Regions from separate parts of the Mus musculus genome. Here region 2 is linked to region 1. A link is a contact called in public promoter capture Hi-C data. All regions are on one chromosome and are shown on one strand. The core of a region is the stretch at or near the end of the contact, and the rest is flanking DNA. Distances in the headings are between cores, read along the strand shown.

Region 1 (2,599 bases), core at 57-2,556:
AAGTGTTTACCTAATCTTAATGCTACCTTAGATAAAACAAGAGAATTTTGTTTTCTGCAGTTCTGGGAACTGAGCTTCGGGCCTCCCACGTTTTAGACAAGCACTCTACCACTGAACTATATTCCCAGCCTCCAAAATTTTTGTAAAAAGCAATCTTAAATATTAAAAGAAATTCTAAACCAGGCCACAAATCATGAAGATGTGTACAGAACATAAACATGTCTCTAACATGTGTGCAAATTCATAAATAACTGTCATTCATTTGTCATTCACAACGATCCTGAAAGGTAAGCCTGGGAGATTCCCACCGACCAGGGGAACAAAGCTCAGAAGCAGTAAACATCACAACTTTACTAAATCACTTCTACTCCAAACTACAATCCAGGGTTTTTGGATCCTAGACTCTTTCTTTTCTTTTTTCACTTTTGGGAAAACTAGACAGATCTTTACAATGGTAACTAGAAATAGGTAGAGAATATGTCTAACAAACTTAGTACTTCACCAAGAATTCTTAAGACTCTTTTTACAGTAGTGGATACATTGTATTTCGAGTGACAAAAGAGACCGTGATTTACGTGGTAAGTAAAATGGTAACAATTTATAACTCTAAGAATGCTCAAAGGAAAGCGGGCTTCAACGTGATTTAAAATGCTTCCGAGATTTGATCTTATCGTCACCTGTACACTGACAGTCTGACATGGATAGGGGGACAGATGCGAGAGGACGGGAACACGACATAGGGAAAACAGGACCCGTTTAAAACACAAAACAAAACAAAACCAAAAACCAAAACCCTACAACCAAGAGGTTCCTTGCCTCAGGGTACTGTAGAAACCAGCTACTGGAAGTTAAGCTAGGTTTTTAAGGCGATGTTTGAGAACAAAGACCTGAGAGATTGGATTACAGGAGCAAGGTCCAGGAAACCACGCATCTACCACAAACACCAGAGCCTAGAGGGTGCCTGAGAAGACATATTCAGAACCAAATGTTGAGTAAGCTGCTTTGAGGCTTGCTGGAAAGCCCCATCTCGGAGCTCCCAAGAGTGGTCCCGACAGAAGAAGGTCGGAGTGAGAGTGTAAGGATGCCTCAGAAAAGACAGGGAAAGAAAAGGGTGCGGAGAGGGTGGGTTCACCTAGACACGAGGCCTAGACAGGGGCTTGGGACACCCTCACCTCTTCCACACCGAGCGCTCCTTCTCAGGACAGCGCCAGGCTCAGCCGCTGGACCAGCCTTTCTAAACAGGCTGTGAGGCATAGAGAAGAGCAGAAGGGGACAGCGGAGAAGAGTCTGAAGAAGGTGAAAGGAATACCCGCAAAGCATCCTGGAAGTTGTAGTTCCATAACCTCTATCATTCTTTCGTCCTCCCTGCGGGCCGCGAGGCTTCTGGACTAGCATTCCCAGAAATACTAGCGCATAGTGCTAGGTCATTTCCTTTACTTTCAGCATGACCTTCCGCAGTTATCGGAAGGGTTGGTTTAAAGACTACAACTCCCATCAGGCTCAGCAAGGTCGGTTTAGGGCCCAAGGAGACAATGAGAGGAATATTTTGTGTCCTAGCCGGTGGGGATTAGGATCTTGAGGGCCTAGACTTAAGAGCTTTTAAGATAAACTGAGAGAGCTGGAAGGAACGCCAGAAGTTACGGAACCTACGGCTCGGCGAGCTGGAACGGAAGTACCCGGTAAGAGCGAGGAGGAGCCGGAAGTTAAGGCTGGGAGGGGGTTGGGGTGGAGGGAAAAGCAAGCCAGGAGGTGCTGTGCTGCTTCTAGTAGTTTCCAGGCGCTGCCAGGCGGCTGGGACCGAGCGGTCCTCAGGCTGTGGCTGCGGCTGCTTGGGAGCTGGTAGCGGTGCGATAAGTGAGCTGATGGCCAAGTGGGGTGAGGGAGACCCACGCTGGATCGTGGAGGAGCGGGCGGACGCCACCAACGTCAACAACTGGCACTGGTATGGGCCAGCAAGACAGGCCGCAGGAGCACTGTTAACAGGCTAGGGGTTGGAGGTGTCTGGGACCTTGGCGAGTACGGGACCCAAGTAACCCTGGCCTGGGGTTGGGCGTGAGTCCTTTCTGTAGCAGGGGTCCCCTCCATCCCTCGCCACCATCACAGTCTTAGGGGCGATGGGTTCGACATGGACTGCTGAGTCCCCAAGGAGGAATTTCAGAGCGAGAACAGAGTGCCCTAGTTGCTGCATCCAGCCTGAGCCGGGTGATACTTCCTACACGTGGCCGCAGGCGTCCTTGAGATCCAGACCCCTGCCGATTGTGTTGGGAGTCTGCTGGGGAATTCGAGAGCTCCAGGCGCGGTAGTTGTTGGTTTGCGGGTTACAGTGAAAGCAAAAGTCATAGGGGACTACTGCCTCAGTCCAGCGTGAGAAGCTTTGGAACGTGATCTGCAGGGCACTTGGAGCTTCGGGATGCTGAACGCAATGCAGTCTCCTACCCGGAACTGTTAAGTTCTGTTGTAACAACTCCAGGTTGCCCGGCAGTCATGATTTTACAGCCTAACCGGTCTTGGAAGCTGCCTCATCTCTCAGAAATCTTCTGGAAACAAAGTTATTTGGAGTGCCACTGAACTTTACAGACATTATATTTTTTTTCCTCAG
Region 2 (2,599 bases), core at 46-2,545, 210 kb after region 1:
CAGCCATTAGTGGTTTGGATCTTCCTGCATCTCTTAGCAAGAAAAACAATCCTTTCCAGACATGTCCATAAGCCAATCTGTTCTAGGCAATTTTTTCACCTGATATCTTTTGACCAGGTGTTAAGCAGACAGTTAAAGCTAACCAGGTCAGTGTTATTCTGTTTTTGTTTTTAAATCCTGGCCTTAAACTACCTATACAGACCTGATTGGCCTTGGAACTCTGAGATCCTCCCGCCTGCACTATTTTCATCCGTGTACCCACTTGTCCATCTTCCCGGTTTAAAAAAAATTTTTTTTTCATTCTACATATACTACCTCTAGGGCAAAGCAGGACAACAAACCTTAATTCATATAACCAAAATATTCTTAGGATTCATATTGTTATGAGCCAGGAAAAAATATGAGAAGTGGGTTTAACAGGTACAATCCAAGGCCCTAAAGTGAATACCTTCTTTAAAATCAGACTTTTCCAGCTGAGTTTGCATGGAAAGTTTTTCCACTTACAGCAGTTGGGAGTTACATAACTTTTTGGAAGTCTCCCACTTAGCATTTTCTTTTCCTTAAAGGTTGGAAACACTTTACATACAGTAACCAGGGCAACCAGGAACAGCAAAAGCCGGAGGTGGTTCTATGTACAAAAGAAATTCTAAGATCCAAAGTTAAAAGGTGGAGCGGCGCGCATTTAGTCAACAGCAGCCCCTACTGCTGTCAATTAAAAAAAAACTTGGTCGGTTCTCGGACGTTCCCAACTCTTTGTTTTTTTGTTTTGTTTTTTTTTTTTTTTTTGCAAAAATCTTTGTTTCGGGAGAGAGAGAGTAGCAGGAGAAAATGAGAAGCACAAAACATACAAGCGGCTGGAAAGCCTCCCACGAGACGGGCGAGCTTTGCTTAGCGGGGTTAAATAAGCCGCGGCTTCGCAGTGCAACCATCTCAGCCCGCAGTCCACAAGGCGCTCGTCAATCTACCGCGCCGCTTACGCGAAGCACATGTGAGGTCCTCGCGGCGAGGCCATGTCAGGGCTCTCGGAACAGGGGGGGGCGAACTCAACCCGGGAAGCCCCGAAGGAAAGACCCCGGCTTCGGCGCGGCCTAGTCGCGGAGGAAGCCCGAGAGAGGTTCCAGCCACGGTTTTGACTAAGTTACTTCTGCGCCTCAGGCCAGGTCACAGCCCGAACAGTACGGGCAGAAAGGAAAAGATGTGTACTCCAGACCCTTCCGTATCGAGGACCCAAATCAACAACCCACCTGGTGAGCGCCATCTTCTTCCGCTTCTTCCTGCGCAGGCCACAACGTCGCCGGGCGAGTCTTGCCCGGGAACGAGGAACACAATGGAAAAATGCTCACTGCGCAGGCGCTCTGACCGAACGGCCCTCTGGGCCTTGTAGTTCTTTGAGAGAGACTTGTGACAGCCAGTCTGTTGAAAGTGCGTTAGCAACAACTACCTTAGCATACGAAATTCCTTACTTCTGTAGATTTTACAGGCTACAGGGTCTCTGTTTAACATGTCAGTAGTGATAATACAAAATATGATATAAAGCCTTATTTTGGGACGCTAATACTATTATCCAACTCTGCTTTAAGGCCGCTACACATAGTACTGCTTAAGAGTTTTGAATAGGATGCAAAGTCTGGCTGATCCCCCACTATAAGCCACCCTCCGTGCATATAGTTAATCGTTGTGTTAACAGTCATCTACTTTAAATTTTGCTTCACGAATGAATTATTTAAAAAACAGTGTGGGGTGTGGCAAATAAAGAAGATGCTAGAAATTAAGATCAATGAGCGTAGATTTAGTTCAGCTGATAATTTGGAGCTGAAGTAGGACTGAGACAGGTAAGAAAGACAATTATTTCTTTCTGAGATAGGGTTTTTCTGTGTAGTCCTGGCTGCCTTGGAACTTTTCCTATAGACCAAGCTGGTCATGATCTGACATCAGCTTGACACTGCCTCCTAAGTGTTAGGATCAAAGGTCTTTGCCACTGAATGCAGCTCAAGAAAGACAGTTCTTAGTCCAGCAGTTGAGGCACATGCCTTTAATCCCAGAGGTAGATCACTGTGAGTTCAAAGCCAGTCTGGTCTACAGAGCTAGTTCTAGGATGGCCAAGACTACACAAAGAAACCCTGTCTCAAAAGACTAAAACCAAACTGTCTTAGTGTACCCATTACTGTGAAAAGATGCCATGACTGAGGCAACTTTTATAAAGGAAAATATCACTTGTAGCTGGCTTAAATTTTCAGGGGTTCAGTTCATTATCATTATAGCAGCATCCAGGCAGACATAGTGCTGGAGAAGGAGCTGAGAGTTCAGCAAGCCAATTTGAAGGCAGTAAGGAGAGACTGCTTGTCTCACTCTGGGCAGAGCTTGAGTAGATATAGATCTCTTCAAAGTCCTACATCCACAGTGGCAAACCTCCTCCAACAATGCCATACCTCCTGAGAGTACCACACCTTGCACTAAGCATAAGTAAATCACCACGCCAAACAAACAAAAGGACTCTTCTTGCCACACACTGGTTTTCTATGGTAATGAGAGACTAAAGAGGCTACTGAGGGCAATGTTAAAATAATGAATGTGGGAAATCAGAAAGGCATAGCCCAAA

What was found. Capture Hi-C pulls out chosen DNA fragments and counts their contacts.
Region 2: a contact with region 1 is called in a promoter capture Hi-C map of liver. The contact joins the promoter of Snw1 here to the promoter of Vipas39 in region 1. A contact is called at or near these places in 6 of 39 promoter capture datasets (the C10 cell line, the HPC-7 cell line, erythroid cells and 3 more), 10 of 484 Hi-C or Micro-C datasets (CD4 T cells, double positive thymocytes, embryonic stem cells and 5 more), 8 of 115 datasets of contacts at active chromatin or transcription factors (the SCID.adh cell line, bone marrow-derived macrophages, effector CD8 T cells and 5 more) and 3 of 9 other capture datasets (adipose tissue, liver and pancreatic islet).

The regions. Positions count from the first base shown.
Region 1 is chr12:87,264,980-87,267,578 of GRCm38.p6, forward strand. It overlaps Vipas39 (VPS33B interacting protein, apical-basolateral polarity regulator, spe-39 homolog), which reads right to left and starts at 1,307. Exons shown (of 20, transcript NM_001142580.1): 1 at 1,173-1,307. It overlaps Ahsa1 (AHA1, activator of heat shock protein ATPase 1), which reads left to right and starts at 1,749. Exons shown (of 9, transcript NM_146036.2): 1 at 1,749-1,942. The coding sequence starts at 1,863.
Region 2 is chr12:87,471,004-87,473,602 of GRCm38.p6, forward strand. It overlaps Snw1 (SNW domain containing 1), which reads right to left and starts at 1,296. Exons shown (of 14, transcript NM_025507.2): 1 at 1,245-1,296. The coding sequence starts at 1,258.